2 separate regions of the Mus musculus genome follow, and region 1 is linked to region 2. A link is a contact called in public Hi-C data. All regions are on one chromosome and are shown on one strand. The core of a region is the stretch at or near the end of the contact, and the rest is flanking DNA. Distances in the headings are between cores, read along the strand shown. Region 1 overlaps Sfxn5 (sideroflexin 5). Region 2 has its middle 7.3 kb from the start of Gm33200.

Region 1 (5,933 bases), core at 3,350-5,849, 120 kb after region 2:
CAGACATTGACAAAAGACAATCTAGAGAGGGTAAGGATGGGAGACCAGGGACACCAAAGAGCCCACTGGGTCCCTGTGGCCAGGCGGGGCCCAGAGCACATGGTGCCAGCCTCGTTCCCTATTAGGCAAAGCACTGCACCATCTGTATAGTCCCAGGAGCAGGAGCAGGAGCAGGCGTTTTATAACTTCCTTTTCTTTTTCAGTCTACATTAAAAATAAATGTTCCCTTCAGCTCTCAGATGTATATCTCTAGTGCAACCTGCCCACATTCCCTCCTGCTGCCCTTTCCAGAACATGGCAGGGGAAGGGAAGGAAGAGATGGAGAGAGGGAGCCAGTCCACCCGGCTGATGCCAGTGGATCACACCTCTTCTAAGAGGGAAGCGCGGCAGGCACGGCCACACATGGTGGAAGGTGCCCAGAATGCATGGGGACCAGGGAAATGGAAGTGGAGGAAATGGGAGCCAACAGCCAGGCTTGCTTCCCACCCCCACCCTCCCGCACCGCAGGACCTTGGCCAAATCACACATCCCATCTTTGCATTTATAGTTCATGCAGTGGCTGGAGTCCCCTCTGCAGCTCCAGCCCTCTGGTGGCTGTCCTTGCTGCACGTCTCTCTGTACTTCCCCTTGTGTGTCCTGCTGTGGACCTAGTGATCATCAGACTCTGGGGCCAAGACTGACCCAGGCTAAGTTCTTTGAGTTCCTCCCCCTGCCTTCACCTGTTAAATAAAGAACTACCCTGGCATCTCTTAGGGGCCACATCTCCCAGAGTGGCACAGACAGAATCTGGCTCAGTGTCTGGCACATGTTCCTGGATGTCAGGTAGTGGTATCGTCCCTCCTCTAGTCTGGTTTCTCTCAGTCTTGTCTGTGTACACACACACATACACACACACACACACACACACACACACACACACTCACACACACACAAGCCCTTTCTTTGAGCCTCACAGCCTGCACCTTCCTTACAAATATAAATCTTTGTGTGAGCATGCATGTGTTTGTGTATGTGTTCATGTGTGTGCATATGCATGTATAAGCCTCTGGGGGCTGGGAGGAGCAGGGGTCAGCCAGACTCAGCAAACTATAGATCTATACAATGAGGATCAGAAGTTCCTCCAGAGGTTGACCCCAGCTAAGTAAGATTCCCTAAGAATATGAAGGAGTGTTGGTGTCTGGGCCATGACACCGCTGCAGCCTTCACAAAAGGCTCTAGGGACATTGTGTGCAGAGCTATGTTGATGCTGGTACTGCGGTGAGTACCCCCTGCATCTCCATCTTCACTCATGCCCTTGGCTCCCAAGCAACCCTGCTCAGCACCCCACCACCTGGGCTCCGGGGCTCAAGAGGGATTATTTGTGCTACTCTAAGGACTGAGTAGAGAATGTATTCTGTACAGTAGCTTCTACCTGGAAGATGGTTCACAGGAGACCTCACACCTTTGTCATTTCCTTAGGTGTCCTAACTGCTGTAGAAAGTTACATTTTTCTGGGTTTTGTTTTTTTGTTTGTTTGTTTGTTTGGTTGGTTGTTTTTATTTGGTTTGGTTTGGTTTGCTTTTTCAAGATAGGGTTTCTCTGTGTAGCCCTAGCTATTTTGGAACTCAACACTATAGACCAAGCTGGCCTCAAACTTAGAGAGATCCACCTGCCTTCTGCCTCCCAAGTGCTGGGATTAAAGTCATGCACCACCACCGGCAGGCTGACAAGTTATTTTTTTAAGACTTATTTGCATTTGTATTTATGTACATGTGTGTGGGTATGTGCACAATAGTGCAGGTGCCCACAGAGGCCAGATATACAGGCTTTGGATCCCCTGGAGATTGAGTTCAAGGCAGTTGTGAGCTGACCGGTGTGGGTGATGGGAACTGAACTCAGGTTCCCTGGACAAGCCGCCAGCACTGGCTGTTAGCCAGTGAGCCATCTCCTGAGCCCAAACAAGCCCTAACCTGGGAAAACAACACCTTGAACATCCCAGGTTTCTGGCTGAGAGTGTCACCTGAGCTGCTGAAGTCAGGGGTGGAGGAGAGCACAGGCCAAGCAAGGCACCAAGAACTGGCCTCAGAGCCACCTGGGCAGCCCCTAAGCCTTGCTCCTTCCCACAGCACTCTCAGATGAGGACTTTGTATAGTGCTCACAACATATACATACATAATACATACATAATACATACATAAATACACACACATATGCATGTGTGTGTGTGTGTGTGTGTGTGTGTGTGTGTGTAGGGGGCTGGAGAGATGTCTCAGTGGTTAAGCACACTTGTTCTTTCAGAAGACCTGCCTTCAGTTCCCAGAACTTACATGGTGGCTCACAACTGCCTGTAACTCCAGTTATAAGGGATCTGACGCCATCTTAGGACTTCTATAGGCAGTGCATGCATATGCATGCAGGAAAAAACACATGAAATAGGAATAAACAAATCTAGGGGGGGGGCAAGCATAAGGACCTGAGTTTGACACACACACCCCCAACCCCAGCACTAAAAAATGTTGGATGCATCAGCTTGGGTGTGTCATCCCATCGTTGAGGAGGAGACAGGAGGAGTCTGGGGCCCATTGGCCAGCCAGTCTAGACAACTGGTGAGCTCCAGGTTCAGGGAGAGACACTGTCTCAGAGTGAAACAAGGAAGACAGCTGATGTTGACCTCTGGCCTCCAAACGCATGAGTACACACCAGCACATGCATGTCCCCCCCACCCCCATCCCCCCCCACACACAAGATCTACCTATTGGCGGGGGGGTGAAACATTTTTGAGCTTCACCACAGGGTACCACCAAATTATCCCAATTGAGGAGAAAACGATAGGAATAACTATCCTCAGCGCCCACCCCATTACTGGGCTCTCCAATCAGGTCGAGGTTCAGTTCCTTTGCAGGTTCCCATCACCCTCTCCATCTCCTTACATCACCTCAGCTGGCTCCAGGTTGACAGTCTGGCTCCCAAGAACCGCCCTCAACAGCCAGAGGGCATTAGCAACCCTCACAGGGGAGAACCTGACTTTTGATACCTTCCCTTCCTTACCACCCCCATGCCACCCCACATCCTCAACGGTGCCTCTCACAGACCTGCCATAGCTGGGGCACCCAACAATTCGCTAGGTTTTTTTTCCTTGTGCTTTGCCTCCACCTTCTGATTCATATGGCCAAGGATCTGAAAAGCAACACTTTGGTGTGTCGGTGTCACTACTGTATAAAGCAGTGGCTCTCAGCCTTCCTAATGTCGCACCCTTCCATACACTTCCTCGGGTTGCAGTGACCCCCAACCATAAAATTATTTTCACTGCTACTTCCTAACTGCTGTAATTGTGCTACTGTTCTGAATCGTAATGTAAATATCTGTTTTCTGATGCACTTAGGTGACCCCTGTGAAGGGTCATTTGATTCCCCAAAGGTCTTATGACCTGACCTGTGGGTTTAAAGGCTGCAGGCGTCTCCAGAAGTGGCTTTTGTCAAGACTAACCCTGGTTAGTGGCGTCTGGCTTTAACTGGACTGACACCTCTCTCATGATATGGATGGGGCCAAAATGATCGTTATTTGTGGCTCTGGAGGTGGGCAGCGATGAGCTGGAATGAGGATTAGGAGACAGGAGAAAGTGGCTTGTGTTAAGAAGGACTCAGCATGTCTGTAAAGCCCTGGGACACGGACAAACCCTCAAACCTGATAGAAAGTAAACCCTCACCTCTCCATTACAGTAGCGATTCGGTGACCTCAAGAATACCTTCTGAGTCTTGGGGTTTCTATACTCATGGGGGCATCCAGAGCAATAAGAGAAAGCTGAGACTGTGTATGTAAGCCAAGCCTATACTGTCACAAGAAAGTTAGACTCTGTGGCCAGGAAGGTAGCTTAGTTGCTATAGTGCTTGTGTGGCACGCACAAAGCTCTGGGTTCCATGTGCAGCATTGCATGAACCCTGTGTGTCAATGCACACCGGAAATCCAAGCACTTGGGAGATGGAGCAGCAGAATCAGAAGTTCACAGGTCCTCAGTTACTTAGTGAGCTTAGACCAGGCTTTTTTCAAACAAACAAACAAATAAACAGGGCATCAGACCCACTGACTTGGGGCTCATGGTCTGCGTCCTTCATCCTTCTGAGATTTGAAACCTCCAGACTGGACGGAAGTGCAGAGATGAGAAGGGAGATACAAATGAACCCAGGAAGCACAGACCACGAGGCGCTGAGCTCCTGGCACGTGAGGCTGGCAGGGCACAGGAGGAAGAGTTGAACAGACCCCAGGGTAGAAAGTCCTGCCCCTTCTACTATGGGCTCATGGGAAGGACAGTGTGCCACATGACAGTGGGAAGCTGAGGAAAGAGGAATTGACTGGAGGAAGCACCCCCATGGTGGGGGCTTCTTAGAGGACCCTGAAAGGATGGAGACTGGGCCACAGCAGCCGCAGAAGTGGCCTGGACACCCTGGCTTAGCATCCGCGCTTCTGTACAAATTGGGATCTTTTTGCCACACACGAAAGTGGGGGAAAGTTCCCATCTTTAAATGTTAAGCTTAAAATAAGCCCCGACACGGGTGCCAGTGGATCTGTGAAATCTGCTGACTAAACTGGCACCCGTGCCTGTGAGAGAACCAGCTCGTCCCTCCGAGCCCTGGGGTAAGAGTGAGGTTACGCTCAGGGTAAGCAGGAGGGCATGGGGTCGAGCAGGGATGCTCGTGTAGGCAGGAGGCTGCTTGGATGTGACAATCTACAAACTTCTCAGCTGAGGCACCTGCCAGCCTTCCTCGCCCCTTCCCTTCATCACTCAGGGGCCCAGTTCCTAGCACATTCGCTGGCACCCTCGTTTCTATTTCGGTAAGCGTTTTCAGTGGCTTCTACTCGAGTATATTTCTTACTCACTCTGACCAGGGGCTTCATGAAGGTGTGGACTGGAACCTTCCAGCCCCTTTAGGACCAGTAACAAAGGAATGTTCAGGGATGTTTGTCAGGCAACAGCAGGACCTTAGAGGAGCTCCTGTGGCTGAAGGGAGCCAGGCTGCAAATGCTGGGGAACAGTCATGCTCCTTCCATATAAGGTGAGGTTTTAATCTGGTGGTGGCCGGAGTCAAGGGTGGGACCTGTAAACTGTCGCGTTGCTTGCCATGTCTGAGCACAGGGATGGATGGCTTTGGTTTTGCCATATCCTCAGGCTCAAGTGGAGACTCACCTCTGACCCACTGCTCTGAATCTTGGGACACGGCTCTCTGGGACTCAGAAGCAGGTCAGCTGCTGAGCTGTCTACTGGGAAATCATGTCTCAGCATGCTGCCTGTTCTGCTTCCGTGGGGAGACCACGCTGCTGCTCTGAGGTGTGCCGTCTCCACACTGTGTGCTAACTCAGAGACCCTTGGTCACGGGCTCTGAGGCCACTCAACACATCTGCTTTCACAGTGCCCAGCTCACAGCAAAGGAGATCAGCATCCAAAGCCTGGACACCGACAGGGCCACAGTTTCCTGAAACACTGGGTTTGTCTGGGGTGTGAGCGGGGCACCTCAGTAGCACTCTGCGGTTAAACCCTGTCTCAAAACATACAAAATCACCACAACGAAACAGAGCGAGGCTGACTTGTTAACTTATAAATCGGGACCTTTGTTTTGTTGATTTGTTCCGGGAGAGCAGTCACTGACTTGGCTAACAATCTATCTAGGCACTCAGTGGGTCCTGAGCCTGTATCCACCTGTGAGTGGCCAGCTCAGATGCCCAGGTCTCTGGTTTGATAATATTGCCAAATGATCTATCAACGTAAACGTTTATAAAATTATTATGTCAGAGCTGAAGAGATGGCTCAGTCAGTGCGGTGCTTGCCTTATAAGCATGAGGGCCTGGGTTCAAGCCCACCAGAACCCACTTTTAAAAAAGACACATGCTTGTCTCAGCACAGGGGGATTGGAAACAAGAGGATTCTTGGAGCTCACTAGCCAGCCTAGCCTGCTTGGTGA
Region 2 (6,777 bases), core at 2,921-5,420:
CTCCTAAACGCACGCTGTGAGTTCGTGCTGTGGCAACTGAAGGAGGAGCTGGGCTCGCAGCAGCCGGGCCTGCACCCGCTCCACACACCACTCTGGCAGCTGCGGGCACCGAGGCCGGCATGCAGCGGTTGCCTCTGAGCGCGATGCTGAGCTCCCGAGGCCCGAGGGGCTGCAGCGCCTGCTGCTCATCAACAACGCAGGTGAGACTCCGGTCCAGACCCCGGCTGCGAGCTCTCACCTCATCGCCTTTTGGGTAAGAGGAGGGCAAGTTCGCAAAAGTCCAAAGTCCAAGAGGGTGTACCAGTGTCACTGATGAGTGACAGTGCCTCCTGGCGGGTGTGTGAGTCAAGACTTTTTGAACAAATCTCTCTGCTTTACTAAAGAGCATTCAGGAGTAGTCTTAGCTTGCATTAGGGGTGTCTGCAGAGCTGGGGCAGAGGGATAGCAAACGCCTATGGGGAGGAACTGAGGAAGGCTGAGGAAGAAGAGCGCCCCAGTTGTGCCATTTCTTTGGTCCTGTTTTTTTTTTGTTGTTGTTGTTTGTTTTTGTTTTTGTTTTTCAGCCACTCTTGGGGATGTTTCCAAAGGCTTCCTCAACGTGAATGACCTAGCTGAGGTGAACAACTACTGGGCTCTGAACCTGACCTCCATGTTCTGTTTGACCTCCGGCACCTTGAATGCCTTCCGGGATAGCCCTGGCCTGAGCAAGACTGTGGTTAACATCTCATCTCTGTGTGCCCTGCAGCCCTACAAGGGCTGGGGTCTGTACTGTGCGGGGAAGGCTGCCCGAGACATGCTCTACCAGGTCCTGGCTGCTGAGGAACTGAGTGTGCGGGTGCTGAGCTATGCTCCAGGTAGGTGGGTGCTCCTGACAGTGCTGTCCCTAGACTTAGCTGGTACCTTTCTGCCACACCACCTCCAATAGGATCTGTGTGACAAGTGCCACAGAGTGAGGAGATTGACCTCAAAATGGGGAGGCCTCCTGGAAGCCATTATGGAACTCTTTGCCGGAGAAAAAATTATTGAGCTGTAGTTCTCATGGTGATCTATCTGTTTTGTTTTTTCTTATTCCTTTTCTTATTTACATGTTCTGATAGCCTAGACCAAGATCTTAAGTGAGAATAATGGGTCAGAAACCATCCCTAGAGATAAGGTCACTACAGGACCTTATCCCCAGGGAAGCCAACACTTTACTTTGTAAATCATTTACAAAACTATGATGATAGATAAAAACTTTCCCAACAGCCGGGCGTGGTGGGGCATGCCTTTAATCCCAGCACTCAGGAGGCAGAGGGAGGCAGATTTCTGAGTTCGAGGCCAGCCTGGTCTACAAAGTGAGTTCCAGGACAGCCAGGGCTATACAGAGAAACCCTGTCTCAAAAAGAAACAACAACAACAACAACAACAAAAAAACCCCAACTTTCCCAACAGTAAAATTTCATATGTGTGTCATCAGAGGTGGGTTTTGGTATATGGTAAAGAAAGCCTTAATTAGAAAAAAATTAAAATAGTTTAAATTTACGTGTTGAAGATTTTTTTAAAAATGAGGCATTAGATGTTAAATAATAATTGACCATGGGGCTGGAGGGTTAGCTCAGCAGTTAAGAGCACTGACCATTAAAAATTTATTAACCTGCTCCTGGAAATATGCCACAAGCCTTGGACGACAGCCCCCACTGAATACATCCCTTTAGAACTGTTATATTTTGATGATTTATAATGATATTACCTGTTCTGTTTGTGATTCACTGAATACATAGTTTCAGAGTTGTAATGCTTGGATGATTTTTGTGCTTTATTGTGCTAAATGATTTTTGTTGATATTTGTGATTGTCTCACTGGATATAGTTTCGAAGCGATGTAATGTTTGGTTTTTTTTTTTTAATGTATAAAATCCCCTGCTCGAGAGCTGCAAAATACACCCAGAATCAAACTGCCTCTGTGTTTGTTTCTGTTTGTCACCACCGAATCCTTACCCACCCAGCTTCAAGGACCCTCATTCCAGGGACACCCATACACGACTGGGGTGGTCCATGGCACCTTTCTGGGGGCTGGGCAAGGAGGGGGAACCTGATCTATATTCTCAGTAAAGAATCCAAAAACTATTGGGCCCCTAACACCTCTGGTAATGACTCCTCACTTCGTAAGAAAAATACAGACTCCCAAGAAGTTGGAGCAGTCAGGGGCCGAGGTACTCAGCCTCAGGAGTTGTCCGATTAGCAGGTGGGATAAACATCCAGACACATAAAATGCATTAAGACTAAAACTAAAAAGACAAAATGCCTTTATATGTTCAGCTGTCTGCTTTTGTCCCTCAAGGGACACATACTGTTCCTCCATGTGTGCCCGACACCCAATAAAGCTGTATGGAGGATGGACACATGGAATGTTCAAAGACAAGCAAAGAGATAGTGGTGAGCACCTCAGGCTGAGCCGTGCTGGACGCTGAGTGGAATGCAGAGGGTGCTAGCATGGAGAAGACAGGGCCGCTGTTCTTATGGACATTTAGGGTACGAGGACTTCTGAGACCTTGTCTTGTCCCTCTAGCCTATTAAGATGCCACTGTGCCTTTCTTCTAAACTTGTGATTTCTGCTTAAAAGGTAGCAACATGTAATAGAATGAGCAGCTAAGGGGTGAGATCCAATTGTCTGTACCTCTTTGGACTAGGACAGGATTCTGGAGACACAGGCAAAATGGTCTGTCTAACGCTGGAGGGAGGCAGGACCAGGATCCAAGTTTGCCTCTAACTTCTTGATCTATACTATGTTTCCTCATCTCATGTAGCACCTGCCCTATGCACACATGCAAGATATTTCTTGTTCCAATATCCAGCTCACCTGCTCTGAGCTCAGCCTAGGCTCCTTCAGACAGCAGCGATCACGTGTAAACCACAGCCAGGAGGGGAGCCAGTTCCAGAAGGGCCCAGAGCTAAGTTAGCTCTCTGGAGGCTGCCTCAGTTTTCATGGAGGAACTGAGAACCTCCCCCAGAGCCTGGAGACAACAGGGCCAGCCTAGTTCTCATTTCAGTCTCTGGAAGAATCTTCTAACAGGTTACAAAGATGGAGATGTCTGTTAGGAAAGATAGCAAGCCTCTGCCCAGTGGTGCTCAAGGAGATAAAACGGGGCAAGGCAGAGCAGCTGAGAATTAAGCAGAAGTTCAAAGTCAGCCCTGAGTACACAGCAAGTTAGAGGCCAGCATGGGCTCCAAGAGAGTGTCTCAAAATACAAGAGAGCGAGAGGAACAGCGGAGGATCTGGCTGGAGGACATTCAAATGTTAGCCAAGTGCTCTTCCAGGCCTTGTGATTTTTCTGCCCCTAAAATGCCATTAAATTTTAGGAGGTTTCACAATCCCATAAGCAAACAGGAGACATTTTCCAGAAATGCAAGTAAAAGTGACAAAGCTTGTTAGAAAGTAGCAGTGAGTGAGTGCTTTGATAGCCACTTCACACCTTGCCCACATGGTGGTGCTATGAAAAGGACCCAGCTCTCATGAAAAGCCCTCTTGGCACTGTCCCTGTGGCCCTTGGCCTATTGTGGTACAGACTCAGGACCAACAGGCCTTCAGGAAAGGAGAGCCAGGATCCATGAAGGTCGTTGTACTGGCTAGTTTTGTGTCAACTTGACACAGCTGGAGTTATCACAGAGAAAGGAGCTTCAGTTGAGGAAATGCCCCCATGAGATCCAACTGTAAGACATTTTCTCAATTAGTGATCAAGGGGGAAAGGCCCCTTGTGGGTGGGACCATCTCTGGGCTGGTAGTCTTGGTTCTATAAGAGAGCAGGCTGAGCAAGCCAGGTTAGGCAAGCCAGTAAAGAACATCTCTCCATGACCTCTGCATCAGCTCCTGCTCCCTGACCTGCTTGAGTTCCATTCCTGACTTCCTTTGGTGATGAACAGCAGCATGGAAGTTTAAGCTGAATAAACCCTTTCCTCCCCAACTTGCTTCTTGGTCATGATGTTTGTGCAGGAATAGAAACCCTGACTAAGACAGTCATGCTGAGGGCTCTGGTTCTTGTGCAGTCCACAGTCATGGGTTGGACACTCAGTAGGACTGGTCTGCAGCCAGCCTCTTGGCACACTTGACAAGGGCCATACAGTCCCCAGGCATCAAAAACAAACAACAAAATGACAGCCCTGCTCTGCATCTGCTTGTTAAAAGAACCCGCCGACTCTCCTTGTGCCCAGCAGAGGGCGGACTGGGGCTGTGCAACGTGGAAAGGTGGGGCCTGTCCTTCCTTCAGGCTATGCCTCTATTGTGCAGGTCCTGCAGGATTCCCCAAGGTGGAAGGGGTTAGGTGACTTCTATCCCCTTTCCCAGTGGAGTCTCTGGAATGGTAATGGCTGAGCTCAGGCCCCTGGGTTGCTGCTTACAAGCTGTAACCCACAGCCAGTTGCTCTGTGCCTCTGAAAAGACTGATCATTATAGCACACTTAATTAAATCATAGCTCCCATCCCAAAGGGTCGTCATGAGTGCAGAGTAGGCTGGTGTTTTGTGTTTGGCACTGAATGCCCCAGGGTTGACAAAACCCAGTTGTTGCCTCTTTTATTTCTGGCAAGGCCTCTTGTAGCTAAGGCTGCCCTCAAACTGTAAAATGACCCTGAGCTACTGATCCTCCTGCGTCCACCCAAGGGCAGGGATTGTAGGCATGCACAACCATGCCTAGGTTTATGCAGTGGTGGGGATGGAGGCCAGTCCTTCATGCATGGGTAAACACTTCCAACTGAGCTACACTACCACCTCCACTACTGCCTTGTGACATCACACACAGCCTTCTCTCTAAGAGACCAGGTGCCCTGCCCTTGCTGCCCTGTAGCAAGATCTCTCACACACTGCTCTGCTCCTGTGTCAGCGTCTTCAAGGGGACCAAGGTTCCATCTGGATAGCTTCTCTCAGACCAGTAGGAGAACACATAAGATTCCAGAGCCTAGACATTCCCATGCTTGTCTTGAGCAGGTCCCCACCCTTCTCTGAACTTCTGTTTCCTCATGACAAAGAAATCCCTGTTCTGTTTCATTCCGGTTTTATTCTGCAAACCTCTGTTCCAGAACGGCCCTGCTGCATAGGGGATTGGTATTGTATTGTCTTCTGCAAGTAGGTGGGCTAATCTAGGGTGGCCTTCTGTTCTGGAGGCACACGAGTTCCTCCAAGGCCTCTTGCTTTTTCCAGGAGAAGTGGCAGTTAAGGGTGTGAAGCATCCAGCACCAACCCAAACCCTAGTGAGGTCACCCTGACTTTCTCTATGATAGATCAGCAGTTCAGGGAGGAGTACCGCCTGTCTCCACAAGGTGGCAGACTTTCTCACATCTTCTGAATGCAGAGGTTTCATGTCCTAAGAGCTTCCTTGTTCTATCCTCAGGGGTACCCAAAGGATTGAAGGAGGTCAGAAAGGAATAGAGTGACTCTTCTTAGGAGGTCCCATGGCCACCCTAGTGACCTGCAGCCAACTCTGCCCACTGGGATTTCTCCAGCATCAATTCCAGCCCATGATTCAGCTCATGTCTACAGTACAACTCTCAGAACTGGAACGTTTATGCTGGCTGCCAGGGCCTTAACCATCTGTCTCCTAGAGTTCATAGCCTGGCCTTAGTCAACCCACATGTTAACAATTAACCCATGCAAGCACATACATAAATACATGCCTGCACATGCACAGAGTCCAGCTGCAGGGGTGAGCAGGACTGTGGATTAGCCAAAAGGCAAACACGGCTTTTCTTTGTCTTTGTTGTCACTGAGCTGGGTCATTTTGGGTTTAATAGTCTGAGCTGAGGCCTAGAAGCTATGTCCTGAGGAGCTGGGGAGGGGGTGGGAGTGTTTTAGGCTTACCCCCATGGAACTGTGGTATCTCTACCCAGAAATGGAACCGGCTGGGCTCTGATTGGTCAGGAACTTCTCCCATGAATATGCCCACATGCCCCACAGCAAAGCAGGTGTGAGTTCTCATCAAACCTGGGGGTATCAGTGCCACCTAAACACCTGACTCCAGATCACTTTCCTAGGACATGATTCATCCCCCGAGTCTCCTGTCTCATGATAAGGACACTGGGGCCTTGGGACAGTGCCTTCTGGCTCCACCCAAATCATTCCCTGAAGACCATGGTCTTAACGTGCTAATGTGTGTCCAGCAATTTGGACTCACATGCCATGGGGGCACACCCCTGTGTGAACATGCTGGGAGAACCTAGCTGTGTCCTTCATTCAGACTGAGGGAGGTGAGCAGTGGGTCTCCCCAGTCACCAGAGAGGAGACACCCCAGGGTGACAGCTCTTCAATAGGAATTACATCTCAATGACCTGGTGTGCTATCAAGATGGGCATAGGACTAGAAGCTCCCTGATAGCATGCTGAATAACTGAGTGGAGAATCCCTCCAAGCCTTCCCCTGGGGCCCAGTGGAGGGAGGGGCTAAATGAGGGAGATTTGAATAGAGGAAGGGGAGGGGGTCATCCTTGCCCTGTTCACCTGTCTTCTTTCTGTAGTTTGGAGGCAGGGACTGGCTGGACTGGGCTTCTCTGAGACATCATAGAGCTCACCCTAGGAGGACTGAGTCACTTTCCACCCCAGATATTCTCCCCCTGTCCCTTTTGTCCCTTAGGAAACAGCACCTTCAGATCTAATAGCCCTAACTGGAGTTAGGAAGTCAACCTAATTTTTAGTGAATTTTAATTTTATTGAAGAAGTGAGAAGAAAAATTACTCTCATGTTTTGGGGTCCCCCACATGATAGAACCTCCCACATATGACCCCGAGATTCTGTGACACAACAGCTAAGAGACCTG

Evidence for each region. A called contact is a pair of places that touch in the nucleus more often than the background predicts.
Region 1: a Hi-C map of cortical neurons shows a contact between it and region 2, with 1.8 times the contacts expected there. The contact joins two enhancer-like sites. A contact is called at or near these places in 2 of 15 datasets of contacts at CTCF or cohesin (both in embryonic stem cells), 9 of 484 Hi-C or Micro-C datasets (cerebral cortex, cortical neurons, embryonic stem cells and 1 more) and 6 of 115 datasets of contacts at active chromatin or transcription factors (embryonic forebrain and embryonic stem cells).

What each region holds. Positions count from the first base shown.
Region 1 is chr6:85,276,467-85,282,399 of GRCm38.p6, forward strand. The region is part of intron 6 of Sfxn5 (sideroflexin 5); the gene reads right to left. Among named protein-coding and RNA genes, the nearest start is that of Sfxn5, 54 kb to the right of the region's middle. Within about 2 kb of position 4,600, at least 17 of the 459 cell types and tissues checked have an H3K27ac peak or open chromatin away from gene starts, as enhancers often do. A contact at or near this core is called in cortical neurons, where this site is marked.
Region 2 is chr6:85,155,116-85,161,892 of GRCm38.p6, forward strand. It overlaps the pseudogene Spr-ps1. Among named protein-coding and RNA genes, the nearest start is that of Gm33200, 7.3 kb to the right of the region's middle. Within about 2 kb of position 4,171, at least 13 of the 459 cell types and tissues checked have an H3K27ac peak or open chromatin away from gene starts, as enhancers often do. A contact at or near this core is called in cortical neurons, where this site is marked.